Regions from separate parts of the Sus scrofa genome. Here all the other regions are linked to region 2. Evidence: chromatin contacts called from public Hi-C and HiChIP or PLAC-seq data. All regions are on one chromosome and are shown on one strand. Each heading gives the region's core, a stretch centred on a gene start, on an enhancer-like site or on the middle of the called end of the contact. The rest is flanking DNA. Distances are from core to core; before and after follow the strand shown. Region 1 overlaps C9H1orf27 (protein odr-4 homolog). Region 2 overlaps PLA2G4A (cytosolic phospholipase A2). Region 3 holds the start of PTGS2 (prostaglandin-endoperoxide synthase 2). Region 4 has its middle 53 kb from the start of PLA2G4A.

Evidence for each region. A called contact is a pair of places that touch in the nucleus more often than the background predicts. HiChIP or PLAC-seq counts read pairs in DNA pulled down with a chosen protein or histone mark.
Region 1: a contact with region 2 is called in a Hi-C map of alveolar macrophages, with 3 times the contacts expected there. The contact joins two enhancer-like sites. A contact is called at or near these places in 1 of 5 promoter capture datasets (liver), 24 of 47 Hi-C or Micro-C datasets (adipocytes, alveolar macrophages, brain and 15 more) and 2 of 2 datasets of contacts at active chromatin or transcription factors (alveolar macrophages and skeletal muscle).
Region 3: a contact with region 2 is called in an H3K27ac HiChIP or PLAC-seq map of alveolar macrophages. The contact joins the promoter of PTGS2 here to the enhancer-like site in region 2. A contact is called at or near these places in 10 of 47 Hi-C or Micro-C datasets (adipocytes, alveolar macrophages, embryonic fibroblasts and 5 more) and 2 of 2 datasets of contacts at active chromatin or transcription factors (alveolar macrophages and skeletal muscle).
Region 4: an H3K27ac HiChIP or PLAC-seq map of alveolar macrophages shows a contact between it and region 2. The contact joins two enhancer-like sites. A contact is called at or near these places in 1 of 47 Hi-C or Micro-C datasets (epiblast stem cells) and 1 of 2 datasets of contacts at active chromatin or transcription factors (alveolar macrophages).

The regions. Positions count from the first base shown.
Region 1 is chr9:127,655,713-127,660,015 of Sscrofa11.1, reverse strand. All of the region lies in intron 17 of C9H1orf27 (protein odr-4 homolog), which reads right to left. Among named protein-coding and RNA genes, the nearest start is that of PDC, 38 kb to the right of the region's middle. Within about 2 kb of position 2,860, at least 4 of the 83 cell types and tissues checked have an H3K27ac peak or open chromatin away from gene starts, as enhancers often do. A contact at or near this core is called in alveolar macrophages, where this site is marked.
Region 2 is chr9:128,147,762-128,151,772 of Sscrofa11.1, reverse strand. All of the region lies in intron 20 of PLA2G4A (cytosolic phospholipase A2), which reads right to left. Among named protein-coding and RNA genes, the nearest start is that of PTGS2, 290 kb to the right of the region's middle. Within about 2 kb of position 2,337, at least 21 of the 83 cell types and tissues checked have an H3K27ac peak or open chromatin away from gene starts, as enhancers often do. A contact at or near this core is called in alveolar macrophages, embryonic fibroblasts, omental adipose tissue and 2 more, where this site is marked.
Region 3 is chr9:127,855,906-127,860,208 of Sscrofa11.1, reverse strand. PTGS2 (prostaglandin-endoperoxide synthase 2) reads left to right here and starts at 1,343. Exons shown (of 10, transcript NM_214321.1): 1 at 1,343-1,514; 2 at 2,913-3,029; 3 at 3,149-3,292. The coding sequence starts at 1,463. It overlaps PLA2G4A (cytosolic phospholipase A2), which reads right to left. Exons shown (of 23, transcript XM_021063827.1): 2 at 2,137-2,272.
Region 4 is chr9:127,798,749-127,802,755 of Sscrofa11.1, reverse strand. No RefSeq gene overlaps it. Among named protein-coding and RNA genes, the nearest start is that of PLA2G4A, 53 kb to the left of the region's middle. Within about 2 kb of position 1,950, at least 2 of the 83 cell types and tissues checked have an H3K27ac peak or open chromatin away from gene starts, as enhancers often do. A contact at or near this core is called in alveolar macrophages, where this site is marked.

The DNA.
Region 1 (4,303 bases), core at 1,611-4,110, 490 kb after region 2:
TTACGTGCCCTCCCATAGATTTCACCCATTCTTTTAGCTCCAGCATCAACACATGACATTCTTAGCCTTGAGCTCCATCCTGTCTCATTACCTCCTATGGAACAGGATCTGGTTTCAGCAAATTTGCATTATCAATAGTACCACTATCACACTCGTCAACTTGGTTCAAAACCATTTTAGTACATTCAAATCTTCCTTTCCTTGCTATCAAGTACTGTCCATTCTTACTTTAAATTATAAATTACATATAACCTGACTCCTTTATTTGCAAAGGCCAGATCTCTCACCACATAGATGGCTTCTGCTTTCCGTCTTTGTCTGGTGGAAGGCCTCACACCACTGCCAGATTCAGCTTTCAAAGACAAGGCACTCATAGTTCCACCTGTGCTCCAAACCTCTGACAAAATCCTACTGGGTTAAATCCCACCTTTTTCAGGACAGTATAATATAAGCTTGCTTCTCCACAAAGCCAACTAAACATTTCTTGAAACCTAACCACTATTTTCTCATTAGTTCTCCTTCAAGGAAACACACATTTCTGCTTCTGCGCTTGGTTCATAATTTCTCCCACGGTGTTAATTTGCTAGAACTACCACAACAAAGTACCACAAAATGGATGACAAATAACAGAAATGTATTTTCTCACAATTCTTGGGGCTACAATTCCTTCTTTTTATAAGGATAGCAGTCATATTGAACTAGGACCCACCCTAATGTTCTCATTTTAACTGTATCTCTTTTAAATCCCTATATCCAAATATAGTTACATTTTGAGGTGCTGAGGGTTAGGATTTTGACATACAAATTTGAGGGGAATCAACTCAATCCATAACAGCCACCTAAGTTTTTTCCTTCCTCCTTCTCCTTTCTAAATCCCAACCAATATTTACGTCTACATTCAAATCCCACTTCCAATGCCTTACCACCTAATCATTCTAGCTTCTCCTTCTAAGCTCCAACTTCATTCATCATGGCACTTGAATAGCTTTACCTTCCTGGGTGCAAGTATTCTGTCTCCAGAAAGTTTAAAGCTCTTTTTAAGCTCTTTAAGTTTTTGGTAAGTGCTTACTGAGTTTAGACTCAAAACTCAACAAGATTGAGTTTCCTCAATCCGAACTGTCTTTTTCTCAAAAAAAAAAAACTTTTTCAGGGTCTTATTTACATGATATTCCTTTTGTTGGTAACAGATAAGGTTCTAAATAGAAAAGAGTCATTACTATTTTACCAACTAAAAAGTAATGGTTCCAGTCTTGGAGAAGAAGAAAAATTTCCCTTTCGTATAAGCATATGTGATATCTCTTCCCTAATTTACACTAAACCTTAAACTTCTTAATTTTAATATTTTCCTCTCCTCTTAAATACATAAGAGGAGAGGAAATGATCCTTTCCAGGATCACTGTGAAAAAATGACATAAAATATAATGTAAGCATCTCACTTAAATTCTTTCTCTTGCATTGGGCCCCAATTCTTAGTTAAGATCTTTTAACTTGAAAAGTTCAGCATTTACCTCATGAATATAATCCAAAGTAACATTTACAGTGTACTTATATGTACTCTATATGTGCATTAAAATTGGTCATTTAATCCTTAACTATGAATGCTGTTTAACACTACGAATGCACACTATATCTCCTATTTTGTATTTGAGGAAATTAAGGCATAGAAATGTTAACTAACTTGCCCAAAATATCACAGTAGATTAAGACAAAGGAGGCTGACACTAGTGCCAAATGGCTTAAATACTATGTACGTTTCCACCCACAAACAGGAAAGATAACATTCATTCTCCTTGCCCCCCACCTTCTCTTAAACCCTAAATTTTAAATTCATAAGTACAAATAATTTTCTAACGCAAATCACATGTTCTTGGGATAAGGCTTTTCAATTATAGAAAAATAACTGTTCTCTCTAATACTTCCATCTTGTGTTTTGATCAGTTGAACAGTAAGAAAAAAACTGACTTAATTTTCATGTTCTTGGGCAACATGGTTTGCTTTGTAATCAGTTCCTTTATTTAAAGTCAAACCAGACAGCTGGCCTGTACATACGTGATTCTGCTGCCCTCCCGTGACAGACACTGTGAATTTCAAGTAGAGTGGACTCCTGAGACTACGAGGCCCAACTCAGAGGAGCTGAGAGCAGCTATCCCACAAGTGTTCACTGACCACTTTCAAACCCACTTTACCTGTAACCTCAGAAAGCCAATGAAGTTTTCACACGTAGTTAACTTACTTCACAGAAGAAACAAAGTGGTAGACTATTCAATTAGTGCAGATATTTACAATACTACGTATTTTACAGATCTTCTATGCACTTACAATTCAGTAGTAGGATACATTAAAAATGCTCTCCCTTCGAATGCAATATGCTAATAGAGAAAGTTGGTATATTAAACTGAAAAGCATATTCTTAAAAATTAGAAAACTTCTGAAATTTCTCCAGGAGCGTATTAATTTACCTATTTGATTATATATCTTGAAAAGGCCTGCCATTTGAAAATCTTTTTAATATTAATCTTGGAAACATGGAATTTATAACGTTAAACTTAAATCCTCTAATCATAATTTCCAGTAAGGAAACAGCTCATGTTGATTAAATAAAATAGCAGTGACTATGCCCCACAATAAAACCCGAAGTAGATCAAAAAAGGTCCTCTTTCTCCCCTTGATAAACAGTCTGCTGGCATGCAAATGCAGTGGCTAAAATTCCCCCTTAGTCGTAATTTCACAGAATAGTCTTACTGAGTCTGGAGTTAAAAACCAGAACTAGCACTACAATTCCACCTCAGATGATGTAGGCAGCTGCCTAGAAAACATGAATCTGAGGCTACCAGAAGGCGTCCAGATTCTCTCTGGCCTGCCCCCAAGTCCAGGATTCCTGCCACTAGTACATTTTTTCCTACTTACAACATGATATCTCTGGGAGTTCCTCTGGTAGTTGGATTTTGAAATATCAAAAGATAAGATTCTCTGGAGAGATAAGACACTATAAATCACAAATTCTTTATATGAGATTAATCTATCTGAACACTTACTGTCAAAAGAGAAGCAGTAAATAAGACCTCAAGGGAAGAGGTGAAGCTTCAAAGAGTGCGGAATGGACAGGAGGCTGGAGGAATGGTCCATTGCACCAATACTGCCACGGAGTGTGTGCTATAGAAGTGGGAACGAGGGAAGGCTAGCGAGGCAAAGAAGAAAAACATTGAAAGGGAAAGAGAGCAGAGGCTGAACACAGAACTTGGAAAACTTGGGAAATTTATGTGGGACTAGCCTTGTTGACCAAAATTAAACCATGGAAATTATCCAATAAAGAGGGAAATTTTAATCTGAGATTACAAATTAAATTAAGCAAATAAAGAGTAGACTGACCAAATTTGTTGTAAAGAATCTAAAATTAGCAACTTCACTATAAATAAATCTCACTTTTTTGAGATAAAACATTCTGCATATAGAGATACCAAACAATACTGAAATGCTAAAGCCTCTGCTAAATATTCAGCAGATTGTTTCACCTCTTCTCAGCCAGGATTAGAAGAGGTCCTTATTGTGTTACAAAAGCTTCTATTCACTTTTTACCTTGAAATGTTTAGGGGGAAAAAAAAAGGATAAATGTAAAGATAAAGGAAAGGGAAAAAGAAACGTAACCAAAATAATGTACTGCTAAATAAGGAAAAGAAGTTGATGATTCTTTTAAAATCTAATTTGAGGAGTTCCCGTCGTGGCGCAGTGGTTAACGAATCCGACTAGGAACCATGAGGTTGTGGGTTCGATCCCTGCCCTTGCTCAGTGGGTTAAGGATCCAGCATTGTTGTAAGCTGTGGTGTAGGTCGCAGATGCGGCTCAGATCCTGCGTTGCTGTGGCTCTGGCATAGGCCGGTGACTACAGCTCCGATTAGACCCCTAGCCTGGGAACCTCCATGTGCCACAAGAGTGGCCCTAGAAAAGGCAAAAAGACAAAAAAAAAAAAGTTGAATCCTCCCAAACTGTAAAAAATGAACACTAGAAAGTTAGCCAAGTTAAGTGATGATATAATTAATTTTTTTCTGTAAATCTGAGAAGTAATAGTTAGTCCTTTTCTGGTAACATCCTTTTCCAGGTTACACAGTTATTTGCACCACAACAGTTCTTTCCAAGAAAATATTGATACAGTGTCCGTATGCATCTCCCAGTGATTACGACAGCTCTTTAAAGACATTGTGAAACCCCTTCTCCTTAAATTCTTCTCTTTCGAGACTAGGGAAGACCCCAAGGAACAGTAAGAACACAAACCTAAACATGAGGAAAGTAACTTCAAGTAGCCCTT
Region 2 (4,011 bases), core at 1,088-3,587:
CAGACGATTGCCTTAATGTTGCCACACTTGCTATCCTCACATATAAAGTGAGGAGGATAATGTGATACCCATTTAATAAGATTGCCATTAGAATTAAGTTAATATGAGAGCAGTATTTAGGACCATGCCTGTAAATAAAACCATACAGATGTTTGATAAATAAATGCCAATAAAGAGAGGGAAAGAGATGGAAGGGAAAAAAAAAAGTGAAGAAAGAAAAGAGGGAAAAAAGGAAGAGAGGCAGGAATGGTATTAGGGAAAGCCCTAGAGAGGGGAAGTTTTAGGGAAATGATCAGTACAATCTTAAGCTTTTTAAGCTACTTCTGTTACTGATGCATTTGATGACAATTACTAGGTCCTGATCTAAGCTTCATGCCAGGAGGTGGGAACGTAACAGTGAAATAACCTCTTGCTATTCTGTGATTTTATATAGCCTGGTGGGTGAAAGAAAGGAAGCAAATAAGCCTTCAGGTTTAAAACTGTGGCAAATGTCATGAAAAAAGTGTTTATTTGCTGTGAGATTTTGCAGTAGACCTGGATTATTGCCTCAGAGTGCTTAATTCATTCCGTGTTATGACTGAGCATCCGCTATGTTCAAGGGATAAGACAGAGGCTGTCCTTGGACGCTTGGAGATTATAAATCAATGGGAAAGACAAATAACAGATATTATAGCGCAGCATGAAAGAGGCAGGGAGCATGATGCATGGCATTGTGCCTAGGCTGTGCCATCTGAAATGTCAGCCCATCTTTGCTGAGTGATCTGAGACAAACTGCTTAACACCAGAGCTTAGCAGCAAAGGAATTCTTTTGTGGGCTGGAGTATGCAGTGATACGCTTCTGATCACACCACACCATGGGATCATAAATAGCAACAAACAAACATGGACCATGTTGGGTACTATCCCTGAAGTAGCAGACTTTTGACCTCATTTTATCTACAGGTCAGCCGTTTCTTACTTCTCATCAACTCATTTGTAAATGAATGAGTTGTAAAATAAAGTTACTACTATTATCTTCATGAGCATTGCTGTGAGGATTAAATGAGATAATATATATATATACATATATATTACATATATATAATTTATATATATATATTTTCTTTTTATGACTTCACCCATGGCATATGGACATTCCCAGAACAAGGATCAAATCAGAGCTGCAGCTGCAGGCCCACACCACGGGCATGGCAACGTAGGATCCTTAACCCACTGAGCAAGGCCAAGGATAGAATCCACAACCTCACAGACACTATGTGGGGCTCTTAACTTGCTGAGCCACAAGGAGAACTCCAATTTTTAAAAAATTCAGTCATCTGTATCTCAGAAAATAAGTGTTTAAAACAACACCTTAAATTTAGAGAAAAAAAACTTTTTTTTTTTTTTTTTTTGTCTTTTCTAGGGCCACTCCCACGGCATATGGAGGTTCCCAGGCTAGGGGTCCAATTGGAGCTGTAGCCGCCGGCCTACGCCAGAGCCACAGCAACGTGGGATCCGAGCCTCGTCTGCAACCTACACCATAGCTCGCAGCAACACCGGATCCTTAACCCACTGAGCAAGGCCGGGGATCGAACCTGCAACCTCATGGTTCCTAGTCGGATTCGTTAACCACTGAGCCACGATGGGAATTCCCTTTCACTATTCTTGGTGCTTCTGAAATTTCCTGAATTTTAAGTTGATCGCCTCTCTCCATGCCATTTACTGAGAAATGAAAATCTGGGAAGACAAAGGCCTTCATTTATATTAAGGCCTCTGTTTCATAAACTGTTAAGCTAAATGTGATTATATTTCTCTGACAATCTCATGTATATTTACTTTGCTTATTTGAAACTTGAGAAACCTTTTTCTCTTAAGTGATTTTTCCTATTATTCAGCTTATTTCTTGTCTAGCACTGCTCGCAATTATTCATTAAGGATTATTCAACATCAAAATAAAACTAAAAGTTCACGCTGGAATTGCGTGAGAAGGAGGAAAAGAGCGAGCTTTCGAGTATTTACAAACATGACTCAAGGGTATGACCAATGATGTGTGCTGTGTGGAGAAAGAGGAAAGGGAATTGCGTGAGGTGAAAGAGCAACTTATTTTTAGACAGATGTTTTCTACTGGAATCAGGAAGTGATGGAAACTTTCCCTTTCCTTATATGATCCTAATGTGGAAGAGATTAAAAACCAATGACTGTAAAGGCAGTGATTACCGGACGGAAAAACCACCTCCTCTCTGATAGCCCATTTCTCTGTTTGTAAAGGCTGAGAAACAATGACACAACTATGAGTAGAGCAGACGAGTTTGAAAAGAGTATTCCAGAAGAATGCAGTGAGTAAAAAAACCTGCTGCTCCACAAACTGCAGCAGTACAGCAGAAGCATGTTCTCACTGTCCAGTCTGGTTACTCTCTGACACTCATATGCTTCAGATTTCCACAGACGAATTCATGCTCAATTTACATAGGACTAACTAAAACTTATTTTCTCTGGAGATAAAAATTTGATAGTATCCTTCAGAGTGATACTTTGTAACATGGTTGTGCTCTTTTTTTTTTTTTTTTTCTTTCTTTGGTCTTAGGGCCGCACCTGGCATATATGGAGGTTCCCAGGCTAGGGGTCCAATCAGAACTGTAGCCGCTGGCCTACGCCAGAGCCCCAGCAACTCGGGATCCGAGCCATGTCTGCAACCTACACCACACCTCACAGCAATGCCAGATCCTTAACCCACTGAGCGAGGCCAGGGATCGAACCCGCATCCTCAGGGATGCTAGTGGGGTTTGTTAACCGCTGAGCCACAAGGGGACCTCCTTGTACTCATTTTTGAGAACTAAAACATCTTGGAGGAATAGGAAAAACACTCTAAATAACAGAAATATATTCAAACTGTAGTGTGAATGGCATATACATGCCATTTTATTTATTTAAATATATATTTGAATTTAAATTTAAATATATTTATATACATGTAATATAATAAATTAGCTTTTCTCTAGAGGAAATGAGTTTGTTTTCTGTATAAACTCAGGATATGTGTTTAAGATGTTTCTCATTAGTTAAAACCTGTTTTTAGCTTAGAGAGCGGTATGGAGTATAATCATGTAAATAAATTTACATAATTTTCAAAAATTATTGAAGCAAATGAGATACAATGGATAGAAACTATAACTTAGAATTCATTATTTCATGGTTATGGCCCTTCTGATTTCCAGTAAAAAGCATGCTGGTATTTGGATCCAAGCGTTTATAATGCAACAGGCATGAAAATAATTTCCTATATCAAACAGTGTAGAATTTATAGAGCACTTTGTACTTCTCATTAGTTCTTCTTCCCTAAGAGGTTACTCTAGGTTTACATAAATATGTCAGGAAAAATTAACGTTGTGTGTATCTGCTCATCCTCAATGACCAGTACAGGTATGGTGGGTTGAATGGTGGCCCTCCAAAAGGTAGGTCCATGGCCTGACCCTCGGACCAGTGAATGCAAACTTATCTGGAAAAGGAGTTTCTGCAATGTAACTAAGGGTCTAAAGATAAGATCACCGTGGATTATCTGGACAGGCTATAAATCCAATGACAAATGTTCTTATAAGAACACACACACACACACCCACAGAAGGCCATAGAAAGCCAGAGGCTGAGGTTGGGGTTATGTAGCCACAGGCCAAAAAAAAAGCCTGGAGCTACTGGAAGCTGGTTTGGCTATGATGGTTCGACCCAAACCAAACATCTTAAGGACATCATACACAGAAGTTCTAAACAAAGGATCATACCAGGATGTCAACAAATACATCAGGTTAGTGTGGAAAAAAAAAACCCAGATTCTTTACGTCTTTTTTGTGGGTAAATGAAATTCTGACTTCGAGTGAAAATACAGGGAGATAAAGTTAATTTACATACATGATTTTTGCAATTGTGAAGACTAGCTCATTTCAATTTTTCCTTGTTCTCTCCTCCTTTTCTCCTTTTTTTCACTGCCTCTTTCTCTCCTTTTTTCCTTCCTTCTTTCCTTTTACTTTTAAGAGAAGG
Region 3 (4,303 bases), core at 94-2,593, 290 kb after region 2:
TACCCATGAGGATGCGGGCTTGATCCTTGGCCTCGCTCCTCACTCGGTGGGTTAAGGATCACTGCTGTGAGCTGTGGTGTAGGTCACAGACATGGCTGGGATCTGGAGCTGCTGTGGCTGTGGTTGTAGGCTGGCAGCTGCAGTTTCAATTCAACCCCTAGCCTGGGAACTTCCATATGCTCCAGGTGTGGCCCTAAAAATAAATAAATGAATAAATAAAAATAAATAAAGTGTACACAGAAACACTAAATATATACACAAATGAGAGTTATAATTTTACATAACCACGGCCTTATTTTTTTATGGTGTAACATATCATGGCATACTAATCATAACTCATCATCTTGGAAAAAATGGGCAGAAAAGACAAAAAGGCAAACAAAAAAATCTGCTTTCTTCTATTTGTGTCTCCTATGAAGGGCTAAAGACCAAAATATGGCAGCCGCAGGGCAGACAAGTAAATGCATTAAAACGTTTGCATCCCTGCGAATCCTGGTCACCTCCTTTTCCCTTATTCATCAGGGAGAGGAAATTATATAGTGGTGGTCCTTTGATTTCAGATTGATTACATACACAGTAAGTGATCACGATCAGTATTGAGGAGAGGAATTTACCTTTTCTTCCCCTCTCCAAGAAGCAACGTGGGGGCAGCTATTACATTTCATTTCATTCGGTCAAGTGAAAATTTAAAGATAAGTGTTTTGCATATACACCGGGTTATGAATGGTCACTAAAATCATGACACATCTGAAACACACGGCAGGAGTAAAACATGTCAGTCTTTCTTGGCCTGACGCTCCCAGGTCTGTCCAGACTGTGACTTCCTCGCCCCCAAAGCCTAGGGACCAGACAGGGGGCGGCGGCCCGCGAGGGGATTCCCTGCGCTCCGGAACCTCTAGGCAGCTCGGATTCCCGGAGAGGAAGCCCATGGGCCGCCGCCCTTCCCCCCAAGCTGACCTGCCTCGGCGCCGACTCCCCAAGCCTGGGTCCAAGACCCCGAGGAAAGAAAGGAATCTGGCTCAAAGCCAGCCGCCGGGGGCAGCGGAACCGGGGGTGGGGCGCAGGGAGATCGGAGCGGAGAAGGGGGCGATCCGCTTTGCACCCACCTTGAAGCCGAGCGCATCTTCTCGGGTTTCCTATTTTCTCATTTGCGTGGATAAAAAAATATCTTACCCCCTCCTCCCACTCCCGGTCTTACGCAATTATTTAAGCAGAGAGGGGGTGAGAAGTTTTGGAGGGGGGAAGGAAAGGCGGAAAGAAACAGTCATGCCGTCACGTGGGCTTAGTTTTCACGCATAAAAGGAAGGTCCTCTCCGTTAGCTTCAGTTGTCAACTTGCCGCAAGCGTCACAGGACGCCCAGGAACTCCTCACACCGCCTCCTCCAGCTCTACATTCAGAAGCCGACTCACCGCAACGCCTCTACCAGTCTGCCTGCCAGCTCGCGCCCCGCCCGCCGCCGAGATGCTCGCCCGCGCCCTGCTGCTCTGCGCTGCCGTGTCGCTCTGCACTGCAGGTGAGTGAGCACCTGGTGCCCCGCACAGGGCACGCCGCGGTTCCCTACACCCGGGCTGAGTTACCGCTCTGACTTCTCTCGGGTGCCCCCGGTACTCTGAATACTCTCGGAATACAGAGACCGGATGGCTTTTGTGTACAGTTTGGACCACTCAAGTCCAAAAGAACTGGACGGGAAGCCAAACTTTACCGTCAGCTCTGATCATCGTTGGCCAGTTACTTAATCTGAGTCTCACTTTTCTCATCTGCTAGAAAGGAATGGTACTACTAATTTGCAGGTTGCCATTATAAGACAGTACCTGATCATTATATGCGAAATGTTTTTGTGTAGTACCTACTGTCAGAGAATGGAAATAATTGTTTTAAATACCCTATCTGGTGCTTTCCTACCTCAGGAAAGCACAGATTTTTTTTTTTTTTTAAGATAAGCAAAATATTTTAAAAGCAAGCCGTTCTTACTTTGAAAATTTCCCTACATTTTGTTAGATTTTTAAAGTGTAAATTAAATTGTCATGCCACTTTAACGCTGTAAATCATGCAGTGGTTTCCTTTGACACATGGAATAAAACTCAAATTCCAATAAGAACCGCAACATCTGCCTTTGTTTTCTTTTCTGAACTCACCTTCCATCTCTCTCCTGCTCACTCCGCTTCTACCACATTTTTTAAATCTCACAGACATGCCTCAGGGCCATTGCACTTGTTTTCCCTCTCAGCTTGGAATGCTCTTTCTCCAGGTCTTTCTACAACTTCCTGAGTTCTGAAAAAAAAAAAAAATCCCTAAAATTTGGCTGATGTACTGGATTCATTCACTTTAATTTTGAAAGTCCTACTTCATTGAGCTTCTTAAAAAGAGCAATTCACACATCTAAAAAGTTACTAAGAAAAGCTTAACAGCATGATTTCCCTGGGTGGAATATTTTGTTACCTTTATTTAGACTAGGAAGTTGGTATTTCTTTTTTTTTTTTGCTATTTCTTTGGGCCGCTCCCGTGGCATATGGAGGTTCCCAGGCTAGGGGTCTAATCCGAGCTGTAGCCACCAGCCTACGCCAGAGCCACAGCAACTCGGGATCCGAGCCGCGTCGGCAACCTACACCACAGCTCACCGCAACGCCGGGTCGTTAACCCACTGAGCAAGGGCAGGGACCGAACCCGCAACCTCATGGTTCCTAGTCAGATTCGTTAACCACTGCGCCACCACGGGAACTCTGGTATTTCTTCATTATAACCATTCTCTGAGAGCAGCCAAAAAAACAGAATTTGTTTTCCTATGACTACCTGTGTATTTCTTAAATTTCTTTTATTGTAAAGTTGACTCATAGTAAGAAACAGTTAAATGTGTAAGTCAAGATTAAGACACTGAAGAATGATTTATTTACTGTCCTTATGTTTACTGTAGCAAATCCTTGCTGTTCCAACCCATGCCAGAATCGGGGTATATGTATGAGTGTAGGATTTGACCACTATAAGTGTGACTGCACCCGAACAGGATTCTACGGTGAAAACTGTACTACACGTAAGTTTGTCTTTGAGTGCCCTTGTTTGGAATAGGGATAGATACAGTTATCATTTTATAGAATTCTATCTTATAATGGGTCTGGTTAACTTCTCTCTCTTTTCTTTCTCTCATTATAGCTGAATTTCTGACAAGGATAAAATTATTCCTGAAGCCCACTCCAAACACAGTGCACTACATACTTACCCACTTCAAGGGAGTCTGGAACATTGTCAATAATATTCCCTTCCTGCGGAATGCAATTATGAAATACGTATTGATATGTAAGTACAGATCTCTTTCTAGGGTTTTTAGCTGCCTCAAAGAAAAATGTCCTTTCTTAAACTTTAGCTTTTTAAACTTAATCCAAAAAATATTTAAGTATACTTTTTAGTTTTCCTTCTATCTTAATGGTCAAAACATTGATGTCTGAATCCCCTTGAAGATATAAAGTTCTGTCTCACAGTCAGAATTTTATTTCAATCCTGCGTGCTTCTTAAAACCTTCACTGTTCTTGACAATTGATGAAGTATGGTCCAGTTGTTTAGTGAATGCCCATGGGCCATAGAATGGCACTCATTAAAGTAAATGGATAAGAAGTTCCTATGGTGGCACAGCAGAAACAAATCCTATTAGTATGCATGAGGATGTGAGTTCCACCCCTGGCCTCACTCAATGGGTCCGGGATCCAGTGTTGCTGTAAGGTGTGTTATAGGTCACAAATGTGGCTCAGGTCGTGCATTGCTCTGGCTGTGGTGTAGGCCAGCAGCTGTAGCTTCTATCGACCTCTCGCCTGGGAACTTCCACATGCTGCGGGTGTGGCCTTAAAAATCAAAAATAAAATAAAATGAAATAAAGGAATAATTTGTATGAGGGTAAACAAGAAGATAACTTTATTTCTAAAGTGAGTCCTGGAGTTCCCTAGTGGCCTAGTAGTTAAGGATACAGCATTGTCACTGCTGTGGCTTGGCAGGATCCCTGGCCCAAGAAGTTTCCCATGCCAGAGGCATGGCTAAAAAAATTTTTTTCTTAATTTTTGTAAATAAAGTGAGGGCCAAGCCCAGACATTCCTCTCATAGGCCTCTTGAGCAATAAGTGGATGGTTATTTGAAAAATCAAGATGGCTAGACCATAACGTTTTTGGTAAAGTATATACACTTTATCAAAGATACATTTTGGCAGTTAGACTTTAAAATGTAATTATTTTATTTTATTATTATTTTTTGTCTTTTTCTAGGGCTGCGCCTGCAGCACATGGAGGTTCCCAGGCTAGGGATCGAATTGGAGCTGTACCT
Region 4 (4,007 bases), core at 701-3,200, 350 kb after region 2:
TGATACCCAAACCAGACAAAGATACCACAAAAAAAGAAAACTACAGGCCAATTTAACTGATGAACATCGATGCAAAAATTCTCAACAAAATACTAGCAGACCACATCCAATAATACATTCAAAAGATTGTACATCATGATCAAGTGGGATTTATCCCAGGTATGCAAGGATTCTTCAATATCCGCAAATCCATCAGTGTGATACACCGCATTTACAAACTGAGGAATAAAAACCATATGATCTCAACAGACGCAGAAAAAGCCTTTGACCAAAAAAAAAAAAAAAATAGTCCCTGATACATATCCATTCAACCTTTATCCAGACTCCAGATTCTGCATAACATTCTTCAGATGCAGAATGGGTAAGAACCTTCTCCATACATTACATGGTAATTTTAAAACCCAAATATCTAAATTTTACAGGTGTAAAGTTTATATGTCCATGATAACTAAATAATGGTCATGTTGAAATGTCACTTCTCAAGAGAAGAGGATGAGAGTAAAAATCCATTTAAAAAATGGAATAAAGTTCTTTCATTATGCCACATGGTAATGAGTTTTATAAATGACCTCTTTATAACAAAATATCCCGCATGATTTTATTGTCCATATTTTTATTCCTGCTTATGATCATGTTTTTGCCAAGTGGAACTATTTTAATTATCACTGGCTTTATCAGACAGAGGGTTCAGAGAGTCAGGACCACTACAGATCTATCTATTGTCTGTCTGTCTGTCTATATATCTATCCATCTACCTAGTTATCTACCTACCTATTTACTGGTTGTTCTACAGAGATTAGAACTTACATAACTGTGGGAGGTAGTTAAGACACAGTCCCAGAGTTCCTGTCGTGGCTCAGTGGTTAATGAATCCAACTAGAAACCATGAGGTTGCAGGTTCAATCCCTGGCCTCACTCAGTGGGTTAAGGATCTGCCATTGCCATGAGCTGTGGTGTGGGTCACAGACACGGCTCAGATCCCGTGTTGCTATAGCTCTGATGTAGGCAGGCAGCTACAGCTCCAATTAGACCCCTAGCCTGGGAACCTCCATATGCCATGGGTGCAGCCCTAGAAAAGAAAAAAAAGGGGCGGGGGGAGTCCCAACACGTTTGTTGTCTTTCTGTCTGATGCTGGAGCTTAAAATCCATGAGGCAAGCAGTCAGAAAGAGAAGATGGATGTAAAGTCAGGGACAACAGGAATAAGCTAGAACACTTAAGCACAAGCAGGAACCAGCAAGGGTGGATTTGAAGCTGGTTTCAGTTCTTGTTGCCTCTGCTCTTCAAAGTGTGGGTATCCTGGAGTAGTTGGGGCTTCATCATGGAGCTAAACAAACATACCTCTCCCAGGAATCAGAGAAGCTGTCAGAGGATCCAAAGGAAGGTGAAGAAATTGAAAGCTCAACCAATGATTTACTCAAATTGGGTGATCCAGCACATAAGTGACAGTGTGTGTGAACTACAAAATAATTGCTGCTTCACTTCTGTCCTCCAGATCTTGCACAAGAATATCTCTGGTGGCTTACCCTAACCAGAAATATACAAGAAAGGTCATTCTGAGAAACAGATTTCAGGCTAACCAACTTGACACATTGCCACCATGCTAGCTTATAAAAATTACATTGTAAATGATGCATGTATGCCAAATGACATCAGAGCCTGGTGTATAAATAATGATATTTACAATTTATTGAATAAGACCTGTGTTCTATTCTTCGAGCATTAAGTCACTGATCTATCACAACCCAATGATATAGGGACAGTTTTTGTTCTCATTTTCCAGACGTGGAAACTGAGTTAAAAATAGTTAAGTAACTTGGATAAAGTCATAGAGCCAATAGGTCTAGCAGAAGCAGGACTTAAACCACACAGGCAGTTGAACTGTAGAGCCTCTGCCCTTACCCACTACCACTCTGCCTCCTCTCATGAGACAATGTAAGGAAAGCTCTGGCAGAACTGAGTCAACAGAGGGCACAATGGAGTCTAAGTCTGACATCTGCTAAAGGACCTGGGCCATAGCACAAATTTCCTGTTGCGAGCAGCACAATTCCACTCACCTGATTAAACTGATGATTTATATTTTGCTTGAATTTTCTTTTTATAGATTCCTGTCTGCATGTAAAATCTTATTGCTGAAAATAATTAAAAGCAATAAAGGTCTTAAATAGTGAACAGCTTAATTCATAGGGGACAAACTAAACTGTTTCTGACACAGAAAGGGGATGTGTAAGGAGCCAATACCTCTGAGTATATCATTAATAAATTAAAGGATAGACAAGCCAGTAACTATAAATGAATGAAGCATTAGTTAAAGCCACAGAAAAATGTTTTTTAAAATGTTCCATCCCTACTAAATGAGAGATGCTTTTGCCACATGATATGAAGTTTTTGAATTACATGTGGCTGCAGTTTTCCTAGTCCATTCACAAAAAGCCAAATTTTCACAACAAATTGCTTCCTCTTTGTCCCTGGGGGTAGGTTTTTTTAAATGTCCCACATGTGTTCTTGGAGAAGAAGGTAGTGGGAATCAAGGTACGTCAGGATGATTATGGCTGTCTGGTGGGGATCCTTCTGAGACTGCTATTGCACAATTCTATGTGCAATGCAGCATTTGAAAATTAAAACGCTTTTGGAGTCTTCTGTGACAATGGCTTTGGGTTGCACAAGCACCGAACTGCTTTCAATCCCTCAACCACTTCCGCCTTGCATGGATGGCGTTTCCTTTAAGGCAGTATGTGCTGGGAGAGGCATGTCATTTATATGTGTCTTACCTGCCAGATACTGCAGAACCACACCTGGCACTGAGCCCACTCCTCACAGATGCACATCGGCTCTATCCTGAAAAGCTAATCTGTGTGAAATCCTGAAACTGCAACTCTCTACAGATACTTCACATTAAGTGTATGTCCCCCACCCCTAAACTTTCCTTAAAAGCCTTGTCTGCAGATCACATGTCAGCGCCAGCCCTGTAGGGTCTCTCAGTCTGCCTTGGACTCTGCCAGCCATACAACCTCGGGTGCCACCAAGTCTGGAATCTTCTTTTATCCCCTACTGGGTCCTCTGAATCCCTATCGATTCCTCACAAAACTCTCCCAAACTTTTAAATTCCCTTAAGTCAAATCAGCTTCCTTTCCTTCTCACCAGACCCTGACAAGCCCTCTCCACTCTCCTCTCATACTTTCCCAGCCTTTCTTTTAATCTCAAGAAGTTAGTGAGCAGCTCAAATTCAATCCTTTCCTGACTCCATCAAGCAGTGAATTATTTTTCCCTCAATGCTCCCACGATACGATTTAGACTTCTTTTTTTAATGTTCTTATTTTATTTCTTCTTTCTTTCTTTCTTTATTTATTTATTTTTTTGTCTTTTGTTGTCTTTTGTTGTTGTTGTTGTTGTTGTTGTTGCTATTTCTTGGGCCGCTCCCGCGGCATATGGAGGTTCCCAGGCTAGGGGTCCAATCGGAGCTGTAGCCACCAGCCTACGCCAGAGCCACAGCAACGCGGGATCCGAGCCGTGTCTGCAACCTACACCACAGCTCACGGCAACGCCGGATCGTTAACCCACTGAGCAAGGGCAGGGACCGAACCCGCAACCTCATGGTTCCTAGTCGGATTCGTTAACCACTGCGCCACAACGGGAACTCCCTCTTCTTTATTTTTGACACAAGTTACTACTATGGCCTTTGGTAAAAGTTCAAAGCCCTGGATTCCAATTTTGCCTCCTCCACTAACTACAGGACATTGTTCAAATCACCTTCTAATACTCAGTTTTCTCATCTGCAATGTGTTAATAATAATCATAGGAAAATATAACAATAATTTTAATAAGATCTAGCACATTGAGTGTTTCCTATGTGTCAGGCACTCTTTTTAAGAGTGAACACAGGAGTTCCCATCTTGGCGCAGTGGTTAACGATCCGACTAGGAACCATGAGGTTGCGGGTTCGGTCCCTGCCCTTCTCAGTGGGTTAACGATCCGGCGTTGCCGTGAGCTGTGGTGTAGGTTGCAGACA